Regions from separate parts of the Mus musculus genome. Here all the other regions are linked to region 3. The links are chromatin contacts, called in public Hi-C and promoter capture Hi-C maps. All regions are on one chromosome and are shown on one strand. The core of a region is the stretch at or near the end of the contact, and the rest is flanking DNA. Distances in the headings are between cores, read along the strand shown.

The links. Promoter capture Hi-C pulls out the DNA fragments that hold promoters and counts their contacts. A called contact is a pair of places that touch in the nucleus more often than the background predicts.
Region 1: a promoter capture Hi-C map of second pharyngeal arch cranial neural crest shows a contact between it and region 3. The contact joins the promoter of Tom1l1 here to the promoter of Utp18 in region 3. A contact is called at or near these places in 5 of 39 promoter capture datasets (cranial neural crest, frontonasal cranial neural crest, hematopoietic stem and progenitor cells and 2 more) and 1 of 484 Hi-C or Micro-C datasets (the G1E-ER4 cell line).
Region 2: a Hi-C map of B cells shows a contact between it and region 3, with 5 read pairs. The contact joins the promoter of Tmem100 here to the promoter of Utp18 in region 3. A contact is called at or near these places in 1 of 39 promoter capture datasets (cranial neural crest) and 1 of 484 Hi-C or Micro-C datasets (B cells).
Region 4: a promoter capture Hi-C map of pre-B cells shows a contact between it and region 3. The contact joins the promoter of Mmd here to the promoter of Utp18 in region 3. A contact is called at or near these places in 4 of 39 promoter capture datasets (cranial neural crest, frontonasal cranial neural crest, maxillary cranial neural crest and 1 more) and 1 of 484 Hi-C or Micro-C datasets (CD4 T cells).

The regions. Positions count from the first base shown.
Region 1 is chr11:90,685,969-90,688,982 of GRCm38.p6, reverse strand. Tom1l1 (target of myb1-like 1 (chicken)) reads left to right here and starts at 1,382. Exons shown (of 16, transcript NM_001357543.1): 1 at 1,382-1,470. The coding sequence starts at 1,413.
Region 2 is chr11:90,028,695-90,031,922 of GRCm38.p6, reverse strand. It overlaps Tmem100 (transmembrane protein 100), which reads right to left and starts at 1,575. Exons shown (of 3, transcript NM_026433.2): 1 at 1,180-1,575.
Region 3 is chr11:93,884,453-93,887,548 of GRCm38.p6, reverse strand. It overlaps Utp18 (UTP18 small subunit processome component), which reads left to right and starts at 1,783. Exons shown (of 14, transcript NM_001013375.1): 1 at 1,783-2,215. The coding sequence starts at 1,892. Mbtd1 (mbt domain containing 1) reads right to left here and starts at 1,378. Exons shown (of 16, transcript NM_134012.4): 1 at 1,133-1,378. RefSeq lists enhancers at 1,466-1,499, 1,512-1,554, 1,749-1,781 and a cis regulatory region at 1,761-1,768.
Region 4 is chr11:90,247,722-90,250,732 of GRCm38.p6, reverse strand. Mmd (monocyte to macrophage differentiation-associated) reads right to left here and starts at 1,257. Exons shown (of 7, transcript NM_026178.2): 1 at 998-1,257. The coding sequence starts at 1,023.

The sequences.
Region 1 (3,014 bases), core at 133-2,632, 3.2 Mb after region 3:
GAACTCAGGACCTTTGGAAGAGGAGTCAGTGCTCTTAACTGCTAAGCCATCTCTCCAGCCTTTGACTTTCTTCTTAATGTTGCCCCATCACACACGGCAATGAAGGCAAAATGATTTGCTAGGGACAGACAGAGATCAGGCTGCTGAGAGAGCCAAAAGAGGTTTTCAACATCAGCTGTAAAGACTACTTGACTGCCACAGTGGAGAGATCGCACCACATGAAACAGCTAGTGAGCCTGATAGGCATGTCCTATTTCAGGTAGGACTGACCTCATCATAAGAAACACCATCATAACAAAAATGCCGTATTTTACATTGTAGGATCCCGATGTTAACTCACTCATGGAGGAGGACAAACAGGGGGAGGTGGAGGAAGATTCCGGATCAATACAACAAATGATAGCCACTTGGAGCATAATGTAATTGGTTTTGACATCTATGCTAAAATATGGAAGACCAAAAACATGAGTCAGGCCAGGTCCTCCTGCTCTTTCTAGTCACCATTTCGGGGTGGGGGGAATAAACCCACTATTAATGTGAAGCTCAGTCCCAGTTAGCTACAGGAAGCAAAATCTACCAGCAGAGTAGCCCATCGTCTCAGGAGGCATCCTACAGATCAGAAGCATGGGTATCTGATGTTAGCCGTGCCGCGGAAAAGGAAAAAGAAATCTTGGTTCAAATAGAAACAGAGAGGTTTGGTTTCTTAATGTGGATTTACATACCAAACATATTTCCTGCCAGAGCCCCAGGAAAGGCCCCTCTCTCCTTTCACCATAAGGCTGGAAAGCAGGGTTCCTAGGAGATAGAGCTAGAAGCCAAAAGCTTGTGTGGTGGCGCCTCGTGGTCCCTCTTGGAAACGGGTGAAAAACAAAGCCCGGGCTCAAGGGAGGTCTTGGCTCTCCTAGACAGCCCATCCTCCTCCCAGTTCCGTAGATTTAAAGGGTAGGGCGCAAAAATCGGTTCAGGGACCTCCGGAGTGGTGATAGGCGAAGTCTCATTGTTCTGGAGGTGTGTGACTTGAGAGGTCTATGTCCTTGTCTGAATAAACCTTAGCAATAACCCTCGAGTCTGTGTTAGCAACTAATCCCACACTGTCTAGTCTCCAAAGAGAGGGGAGCGGTCTTCAGCCCTGCGGTGGAGATGTTGGAGCTGGACTCTGAGTTCGCAGGCCCGGGGTGCGGAGTCACATCACTCCACCCGGGCTCCCAGCCCACCTAGAGTCACGAGGTGCGGGAAGCGCCAGGAGCACGCGGCAGGTGCGCCAAGTCCCCCGGGTCCCCGCCCTGCTCGCTGCCTGGCGCCTCTCCGCGGCAGCCAAGCGCTGGAGCGGAGAGGAGGAGCCTCGGGCACGGAGCGGGTGGAGTCGGAGGGCGGTGGAGGCGGATTTCCTGGGAGGGCTCTCTGGAGCTACCATGGCGTTTGGGAAGAGTCACCGCGATCCTTACGCTACCTCTGTGGGTCACCTCATAGGTAAGGAGGCGCAGGGAGTAACATCCCGGCTGGCTTGGGGAACCGTGGGAGCTTTGCCGGTTCCACTCCATTCTCGATTGGAGGGTGGGGGGCGAGTTGGACCAAGTCGGAGGAAATGCTACCCTCCCCCGCAGCTTTCCCACGCCACCTGCGTGCCACCTGCGGCCACTTTCCACCTTTCTGAGTTTGGCTCACTCATACCAGAACCTCTCCGAAAAAAATGCAAAGTTCAAAATGCTGGGCGAGTGGAGCAAGCAGGTGGCCCGCAGCACAGCACTGCGTGGAGTATTGGGACCGCTGGGAGGAGAAAGTGGAAACTTCTTGACCCGGGGAAGGTTCTTCATAAAGTGCGTCGTCCACTCTCAGCACCTTATTGTTATACCCATTTTACAGACCAGAAAGAGAGATCTGAGACGCTAATTGACGTGATCTCACCCTGAGAGGCAGGTTTCTCCAAACCAATTTTCTCCAGCGCACAGCCCAAGCGATGTGAGCCGGCCTTTTGCTTAAAGAGGGAGATTGGGAGAGGGGCCGTCTGCAGTCACTGAGGCTCTTAGACCACGCATCACCCTCCAATCCAGCCAGCCTGGTCCTTCCTTATCCCTTGTGTTTGTGTTCTGAATTACAGAGGTGGATGCAGAAGTCACTGACTACATACAATTGGCTTTTTGCCACCTCAGCTCCCTTCTTTACCCTGCCCCCTCCCTTGGGGACAGGGTGTGGCACCAGGGTGTATTAATGACAGGCAAACTGTTGGGAACTTGGTGGGGTGATGAAATCCTATGAACCTGGTAGTTCTAAGACTCAGTCTCAGAAAGTTTAGATTGGAAGTAAGTTAAACTAACTGCTGCGGGGATGGGCCGCACCTTTGAACTTAAACCTGAGTTTCCACATCTTTACAATACTGCAAGAGAGCTGCCCTCTAGGAAAAGCACTGTAACTGCCCATCTCCTTGCTGAATAGTATGTCTTAGAACGAGTTCCGAGCAGAAATGGATCCTCGCTGAAGCTTCGCAGGCAAAAGGCACTTCGGCAATGTCCGATTATCCCTTAGTTTTGAAAACATTTAGAACTACTAGCTGGATGCCTTCGGGAAGGCATAGTCCCATCCCCCAGGGAACTTACCTGGTGATAAGGAGAATGGCCATATTCTGCAGCATCCACTGTTAAGATACCCTTATAATACTGAAAGATACCACGTAGTTTGCAAACAAAACTTTAAAAAAGGGAGAAACGAACTCGGCCACAGCCTTTGAAGTGTGAATAAGAGTTCTCTAGGAATGAGCATGTTGAGAGAAAGAAGTATCCAGATGGAAGAACAATGTGTGCCTAGCGACACGAGCAAGATGGCCCAGCTTTGTCCATTTAGAACCCCATTAAAGCCACACACTATGGTTTGCACCGTACATGGGTATCTTTGTCATAGATGCCAATAAGCAGGCAGACAGTACAGTAATGTTTCTCAACCTGTGGGTTGAGACCCTTTGGGGAAGGGGTTCCAATGACCCTTTCACAGGGATCCCCTAAAACCGTGGGAAAACACTG
Region 2 (3,228 bases), core at 326-2,825, 3.9 Mb after region 3:
AAGTGCTCCTTGGTTCCAATTGATCACACTGAGAAGTTACCGAGACCTGAGTCAGAGGTCCAACATGCTGGGTATAGGAGGTACCTCTAGGCCAGCTGGAAGCCCAGACTGCCATCACCCACAGCTTCCAATGTGAGTCTTAGAGAAATGGAGTCTCACGTATAACTAGTGACATCGCTGGATGGCGAGATTGGGCATATTTGGAACCAGGGTATTCAGAAGATGGTGACCTAGGGTCTAGGCTACATCAAATAGAAACCCTCAAAGAGAGCTGCTTCCCACTTGGGAACTCCTGCCTTTGGGGCAAGACCTCCCTGATTCCTAGCACAGGCCATTTACTGTATATTAAGCAAATCCCCAGTAGCAGCCAGGAAGTTCTGAACATCACCATATCCTAGTGGAAGATCATTTTCCCTTGCTTCCTAAGCCGAAGGTAAAGAAATGAACCTACAGGGGAGAGAGGCATCCTTTCCCATGGCGAGCCCCAGGATGAAACGGTAAGGAGAGACACTGAACAGAGCTGTGCCTCCAGGGTGCAAGGCCACAGGTTTGCTGCTACTTCTAACTTGGAAGCTTCGGCTTCTCATGGTTTCAGGTGTGGCGCTCCGCGCCACTGTCCCAGCACAGTGTAAAGGCATCTGTCTAGGTAAGAAGATGCCAGTCTCCAAAATTAGACAACTCCTGATTTGAACTGGTAAATTTAAAGAAATGGAAAGCTCAGAGATTAACCAGAAATTGTGCCAGGAAGAAAAGGGTAGAAGCACCAGGGCAACCGGGGGCACAAGCATCTTTAACCAACTTTATCTCTTAAGAAGAAATTCAAAAAGATTTTTCACAGCAAAACATGCAAAAACGCCTTTGAATGTCCAGTCTTCCGCCCACAGGGTGCCTAGCTGGTATTAAACACCCTGGGAAGCGACACCTGGCCCCACGTGCAAATTTTCATCACAATGCATCCAGTCTCTTTTTCTGCAAGCTCTTGGTGCAGAAAAGTGAGGAAATTTCCCTGGTTCTTTTTTTTTTTTTTTTTCCTTTGAGCGCAGGGCTTGGGAAGGCTCAAGTTTAGAAAACTTTCCTGAAGACTTCCGAGTGTATGAACCGTCCTCCCCGGGCGAACCCCGGCAAACAATCTACAAGCCTCTCCCAGATCTTTCAAAGAGCAAGGAAACCGAGCCTTACCTTTCTCAGCCAGAAGTGGACTGAGACAGCAGCAAGCGGCGGCCAACAGCGAGGCCGACAGTGGGATGCAAATCACCATGCTAGGGACCGTACACAAAGTACTCAGCAAGATTTACAGACCATTAAGGGACCGGAGACAATTTGGTGAAAGGAAATTCCTTACTCGCTGTTGTATTTTACTCTACGTTTTCCTTTTCTTTTCTATTTTTTTTTCCGTGCCCACACCATCCACTGTAATTACAGGAGTGAATCCATCATAACCCAATTATTTAAAAAGTCACTAAAAATCTCTCCTGTTTTCTTTCCCCCGTTTAAAATCCTTATGCAAGCATTCTTTTTTATGGTTTTCTCTAACCTAGTCTTCGATATCACTCTTTTGTAGTGTGAAGCTGCAGAAAAGAACTCCTTTTCGGTCTTCTACATTAGCGGTGGAGGAGTAAGGGTAGGGGTGGGTGGAGAGATGGGTGTGGGAGGAGGGGTGGGGATGGGTAAAGGCAAGCCATTGGAGAATTCCGGAAAGGAGAGTGGGATCCTCTGCAGATTTGTCACCATGAGGTTTAAGTGATAAGAAGAGTAATAGATAGCGGCGCACTGATGGCACACGCCTTTAATCTCAGCACTTGGAAGGCAGAGGCAGGCAGACTTCTGAGTTCGAGGCCAGCCTGAAGAAGAGCGATAGATGATAAGAGATAAGGCTGTATGTAGTGCCTGGGTGGCCTGTCGCCATGAAGTCAAGCAAGCTGGTTCGCCAATGAGTGTTCCTTATGTGAAGATGCCAGATTGCATGGGGTTGCTAACACACTGGACTGCCACATCTCAGAAGAACTGAGGCCACCAAGAACATCACAAACAACGCTGTGAGGAGATTTACTACGTCAGAGAGAATTCCCCCTTACTTAAAAAGCATCTCCTCTTCCTTAGCAATAAGGAGCCGTTGCTTAGGGGGAGGGAGGGTCCGCAGTGGAAGGAAGCAAGAAGGATGGCCAGTTCCAGGACAAACAGGTCACTGGTGCAGGTCCCATCTGTGGGAGCCTGCCGGGGGCGTTTCCACTCTGCCATTGAAGTGCGCTGGCGGTTTCTCTTTGGGGAGCACACTTGTGCTTTGCATTTGGGGAAGAACTGCCCTCACGTGTGTTTGATTATTCTCCCTCCCTCCCACTTTCGTTTTTGCTTTTGCTTGGTGTGGTCGAGCTGGCTAGTTTCCAGCATCCCGGAAGATGCCAGTTCCTCAGGCTCCTCTCTGTCCAATCACCACATGAAGATCTCTGTCATCACAAAGGCCCGTTGAGTTCAGTGAAATTCGGGAAGCTGGCCAGCTTTTCTCCTAGCTAACTCTTTTTTTTTTTTAAAGGGTGTGTCAACAATTTTACTCTGAAATCAGGGGCATTTTGGAAAGTGATCTGTGTTTTTGTGTGCTTTGGGGATAACAACTCTTGTTATTTCCCCTCCCAAATATGCTCTAGGCAGTTTTCTTTTAAGTAGAAAGATCTAACAGTAGTAAGAGGAAGAAGAAAAAAATGTGTTTTAGATACAAACATGTCTTTACTATTTGTTGGTCAAGTTCCAGGCACAGGAATCTCCTAAGATCCACATGTGGAGAGAAAGAACAGCTTGGACCTCTTAGTTGCCTGTCCTGGCTTCTGGTGGCTAGCACTTTGTTCGGCCTTAACTCTAGAACCAACTCCCCCATTCGGAGTGGACCTACCCAGTCCACCGAATGAAGAGGAACGGAGCACGTGAATGTTCATAAGCATCGATCACACACTACCCAGGCCACATCTCCAGGACTGCTGTTTGTGTTTTCCTGTGCAAGATTCTGAGACTTGGCACTGTGTGATACTTTAGCGGATCTATACTACTAGGGAAAGTGGCTGAACCAAGCCATAACTCCAGGAGTCTCTACCTTGTGCCCATCCATTGGCCATTGTTTTTGACTGCTTAAGATTCTACGAATAGTTCTCATTCAGGGAAGGGGGAGGTACAGGGTAGCACACTATCATTCAGTTTACTTTTGAGCAAGTACCCTGAAAAGAAACTTAATGGTTGAAT
Region 3 (3,096 bases), core at 534-3,033:
AAATAATGTACATTGACAGTACCAAGGATATGGTGTTAAAAATGTCCTCATCGCAAAGAGGACTACTTGTGAAACAGTCATGAAACCCCCACATAGCAGTTCCCTGGCTTCCCAGGGAATAGTTTCAACCATCTTTAGTCATGGAAGCAGCACACTTGATACCGACCCAGCAAAGTTTTCAGTTGGCCCTTACCATCTCTTTACTCTCCCCATCCCCCTCCCTCCACTTCCCTGATGTTCTTTCCTGGCATACAAAATATAGGCCAATGAGCAGTGGGTGGGTGAGGAGGATGTGAGAACAAATTTGAGAAGTAAAAAAGGGAGCAACTTAACCAGGACACGACATGAATGAGACTGAAGGGTCTAATAAGGGCAGGCAAGTGAATATCAGAGACTGAAAGAAACCGAAGGTGCTTTCCTAGGCTGCAGTGCGTGGTATATGGATGTAGGGTTAAGTAGAGGTCAGACTACCTACCACTCGTCAGAAGCTGGGCTGCTTTGGGTGACTTCTAGTGTCTCTTCCGACTCTGAAATGTCAGGATTTCTTTTTCACAAAGGAGAACGTACGGATGGTGGAAGCCCACTGACTTGGAACCCTCAAGTAGCAGCCTTGGCGGCTGACTCCCCGATACCACTCCTACGTCTCCCTCCCACACGTGCCCACCCCGCCCCCTTTCAGTATCAGCACCTCCACGTGCAAAATGCCTCTCGGCGCTGGCTCTACAATGGTGGGCTCCGTCTCCAGCCAAGCCCCGAAACTCTGTATGCTCCTGCCCCCACACCCCCGAGAAACCACTCTCCCACCCTTGGCAGCTAAAAAAGGCAAAGTCTCCTATCTAATCTTTCCCTTCAAGCAGAACGGGGTTGGGAGGGAGCAGAGGAAAAACTTTCTTATGTTTTTTTTTCTCCCTAAGAGAACCCTAAGTCAGGGGTTGAGGGGGGGAGGGGAACCCCTGAACGTTTAACGGCCAGTAGGGGGAGGGGAGCTCCGGAGACGGAGGGGGCGTGGGATGAAGAAGCAGGCCCGCGAGTGGGGTCCCCGAGCTGCGGCGTTCCGGGGGCCGGGCAGCCGCAGGCGTGCCCCCCCCCCTCAAACCTGGCACACAAAGCGGCCGCTGCGCTCGGCTCTCACCAGATCCTTTGTGTTTTCCATCAGGGCCTCATGGGTAGGGGCCGTCCGTGCTCCCCGAGCCCGCGGCGCCCCCTCCCCCCCCGCGAGCAGGGGGCCGGTGCCTCTCCCCGGGACTGCGGCGACTACAGGGGGGACCCCCGGCTGGGCCAGGGCCAGCGACAGCAGTGGCAGCCCCCGGATTTCCCCCCTTTTAACTCGGGTGGCCCCAGGATATCAACAACATTAGCATAGCCCTCCCTCCCCAGCGCGCCTGCGCCGTGACCCGCGCCCCGATTGGCCCACTTCCCCCACGTACCCTCCTCTCTCCCCTCCAGCGTGGGACCCTCGGCAGGCGCCGTACTCTAAGGACCGTACCAAGACCACAAGTCGATGAGGTAATTGAGGGCGCGCGGCACGACGCGGGGCTCAGAATCAGCAGGGCGAGAAGTTTCTTTCAGCCACTTCCATTTGGACTCCGGCCTCCCCGAGTCCCTTCCAATATGTTGCCTCCGAGAAGTTGTGTTGGGAAAAATTTCCACTCCAGTCACGCCGCTTCCCCCTCCACCCGGAAGATCGGCCTTCCCTGAGGAACTCCCACATGGGGCGGGGCCGCCGGACGGAGTGGGAGTGACGTAGCGCGCGAGCGCCGGTCACGTGGCTTGCGGCGGCGCAGACTCCTTCCGGCTCCCCGGGGCCGGGCCGAGGAGAAGAGCGAGCCGCCCCGGCACATGCGCAGTGGTACTCCACGTGAACGTCGGCGTTTTCCCCTCAGCCCTGAGGATGCCGCCCGAACGCAAGAGCCGGACGAGACGAGACCGGAGAGCCGGCGCAACGCCGGGGAGGAAAGCCAGACCCGGGAGCGGCAGCACGCCCGCAAAGGCCGCCCGTTCATCCCAACGGACACAGCCGGCCGAGCCGAGGGCGGCCCCTAGCGCGGGATCCGCGGCGGCGGCGGCAGAGGAGGAGGAGAGCCGGCTCCGGCAGCGGAACCGCCTGACGCTAGAGGACGATAAGCCGGCCGCCGAGCGTTGCCTGGAGCAGCTCGTCTTCGGCGATGTCGAGGACGACGAGGACGCGCTGCTGCAGCGGCTGCGGAGCTCGCGGGTGAGGAAGGCCTGCCTGCCTGCCCGCCTGCCTGCCTGCCGAGCGGGCACACGCTCTGGCGGGGCGCGCGGCGGGAGGCGAGGCCCCGGGGGCGGAGCCTGGAGGTGGGGGGGACCTGTGGCGGCGAGTGCTCAGGTGGGAGGGACCGGCGACCGCGGGCGCCGAGGGGCGCCGTCCGGCTCTTTCGCCTCGGGTTCTGGGCTGCTGGCTGGCGAGGGCGGGGACGCTGCCTTTCTCCGCCCCAAAGGGGCTGCGGCGCTTCGCATCCAGCAGGCGCTCAACTGTCGGCTTGGTTTGCCAAAGGATGTCTGCAAAGTAGAGTCGCTCATCTTCGGGCTCTTACACCCTCTGCTGGAACCACAGGGGTGACCGTTTGATCACCTGTCGCGACTCCGCGTAGTGGATGGAACCAATACGTGGGCAGAAGGCGTAAAGCTGCATTTTAATAACATCGCGGGGTGATACCCACGCCCAGCTTTTGAGAACGATCAGTGTGTATTCATCTCTAACCTTTCTTTGGTTGCTAGCTCTTGTAACAATTGCAAATCCTTCCTGATTGATGCTCTTTGCGCTATTATTTTTGTTCTATACCTGGTCCCTGGACTAAGGGTAGAGACACAGCAGTGGAGGAATCCCACAAGAACCCCTCTTGGAACTTGTGTTAGTAGTGGTAAAAAAGCAAGATAAAAGAGACAAGACTAGTAAAGTTAAAGTATGTTGGTGGAGAGGAAAATGAAAACATTTGAGAAAGGGATTTAAATATATGTGAAGACGTCTTTTAGATAGGGTAAGCTGACTGACTCAATGGGAATATCAGCATTTGCTTAGTTCACCCTTTGTGTGGGTGCTTTGATGGAGAGCTGCAGCAGCCTTCTTTGGGA
Region 4 (3,011 bases), core at 8-2,507, 3.6 Mb after region 3:
GAAAGAAGGGAAAGGAAAACTAAATGGTGTGTTTACATTTTAAAATAAAAAGAAAGACCACTTCAAACTCAATAGCCTGCTCGGAAGATTTTAAGCATTTCTGCTTTTGAATTCTCTGGTACATCACACTAGGCTACCCTGTTGGTGGTGAAGGGCTGGGAATGGGTATGGCTGCCAGGCTCAGACAAAGGGATGGAGTTACCAGAAACCCCATGGGTGAACTTTCACCCACTTAGAAACATTAAAGCCCAGAGCTTTCTTTGGGAACAATAGGTCGGCAGCCTTCATCATTCCTTCCACGCAGGTAATCCACCCGGGAGAGAAGGGCCACACTATGTCCCTCAAGTCGGGCTACCCTACCACCTCTTTAGTGTAGAGCAGACAACCCGCCTTCCGGTGGCGCCTCCTCCGTTCTTTCTCCCTATTTCCTAAAACCAGGTTTCTCAAAGGCATGTCTCTCCACCTGAATGCTAACTTGCCCCTGCCAAAAAAAAATCCCCCAAATAGCACACCATTAGGTTCTTAGCCCGAGACACACAACCCCTCCGGACACCATCAGGAAAGCTGGACCTAGAGAAGCGTGCCTCAGTTTCCCTGTCTCTAGGGCCAACCACCGACAAAACACCTCAAAAAGCTCAGGCCAGACCTCCTACCCGCTGTAAGACAAACATCGCCACAGGGTGCTGCAGCAGCCTTAAGAGACCTCACGTTGGGGTTTGTATAAGGGTGGAGGCCCTGAGTGGAGTCGTGGGGAGGGGGCTCTGAGGCTGGAGTAGTCTGCTAGAAGCTAGCAGCAGCGGTGTCTGGATGGGGATCTCAAGGGCCAAGCTAGGTTTGCAAGCGGATGGAGGAGGCAAAGCAGATGCGGGGTCCCGGGGCACAGATCCCAAGCTGCCTGGAGGAAGGGGATCGCAGAACTGCGAGTCTTCCCGGGAGCCGGTCCTCGTCAGGGCTCGGGATCCCCCGGGACGGAGCACGTTCCCCGCAGAACTCTCACCGCTGGAATCGATTCCTGAACCGCATTGATCCACCGCTCCACCGCGGGGGCCGGGAGCTCCGTCTCTTTTGCACCGGCGGCAGGGCGCGCCGGCCTCATGGGCTTGAGCTGCTCCGAGGCCGCTGGCGTGCCAGGCGGGAGCCACGCAACTGGGCAGGGCCGGAGTGGGCCACACCGGGGGTCGGTCAGCACAGGGCCCGGGCCAGAGCAGGCGCCTGGGGGCGGGAGGGAGGCCGCTTAAACGGCCCCGGCGCCTCCCGCCTCCCGCCTCCCTGGCTCCTCCGCCCCCGGGTGCCTGGGCCCCGCCCCGGAGCCCGGCTCCGCCCCTGCCCGCTGCTCTCGCTGCGTGCGCCCGCAGCCACCTGCGCGTCACCGCGCCCAGTGGCCAATCAGTGTCCGGAGCGGCGCAGGGCTCCGCTGCCATTCATTTCCCTTGAAGCTCGGTAGGTGGGGCGGAACCTCAGAGCCGAGGGGTGTGGCTAGCCGAAAGGGGAGGAGCGCTGGGAGGGCGGTGCTCTGCATTAAAGCTTTGAGCGTGTGAGCTGCAACAGAGAGGAAGGAACAACGGTGTGTAGGAGATGGCCCACAATCTTAGAAGCAGCTGTGCCGGAAGTGGCAGCGAGCAAGAATCTATCTCTGCCTTCTAATCTTGGCCCCATATCGTTTATCCAGCCTTCATTCATTTCTGCGTCCTTCCTTTCATTTATTTCTTCACCTTTTACGCTGTGTAAAGACGGATTAGTAACACGGCTGTCCTATAAAGAAGAGATTGGAATTTCTCCAGGGGGATTCTTCTGGAGAGATCTTTTTACGTCCTCCATTTTATTTTCTATTTTTTAACCCAAGAAATTTCCAAGGAAAGAGTAGACTTGAATCGGCCCCTTTTGCTAAACCTCTGTAAAGCTAAAAGGACTTGCCAGAAGAGCAGATCCTAGGGAGAGAAGAGATAAGAGGTAGTGAATACACTCAGAAGAATACTGGAAAAAAGGAATTGACATGTGCAGGACCTGTCAGCATCACTCCTGAAATCCAGGTGTGCTCCCATCCAGGAAACCTGCCCACACACATCCCCCACTCCTCAAACTTCACCTTCTTGAGGGACTTAGGGCCAGCTTCGAAGCAGTATTTACTCTTTTTGAAACGAATGAAAGATGGGGGGATGCCGGGGAATGGTTTCACCCACCATTCTAGTGTCCTTCTCTTTAAGTGCCCCGGGGTGCTTTCCACAACAATTGCTTTGATCTTGGAAGGAATCCTTAGGTTCAAAATTATGTTACTCATTTCACAGGTATGGAGGCCAAGGCTTTGAAAGGTGGCACTGTTTACAATAGCCAAGTTATTATATTAGTGTAGGTGCCTACCAAAGGATGTAGAAAGAAAATGTGGTGTGTGTGTCTAGAGACAGCATGGAAAATTAGTCAGCCAGAAGGAAAAAAATGAAGACTCGGGAGTGATCTTTCCATTCCAAAGCTGCACACTTGGTTTAAAAGGACAATCGGCTCCAATAGAGGAGGACTGGATTGTTCTTCAGTGTGTGTGTGTGGGGGGGGGGGGGGTTACGAGTAACTACATTTCTGGGAACAGAGAAATGGATGGAACTAGATATCATCATATGAAATGAAATAAATAAACCAGGCTCAGAAATACAAATGTTAAATGTTTTCTCTCATATGTTAAATGTAGAGAAGTGGGGGTTGGGGAGTCATCAATGTAAAAGAGGATCAGGGAGTGAAAAAGAAACTTGCCCGATGCAAAACAGATTCCTACATAGCTTCCTCTAACACGAAGCACCAGATACCATCAGGTCAGTATGCCAACGGCCTCTCCCTAAGTTTTAAAACAGCACAATTCTTAAAACACACACCTGACTCCTTTTGCACTCACAGTAAAGCCTGACAACTAGCATAGCTTGAAAATCTACCAATTGACTACATGGCACTCCCCTTATAAACGATCAAGGGGCAGTAACAAAGGTACTAACTAAAAGATAACTGAAAATTAGCCACATGAAATG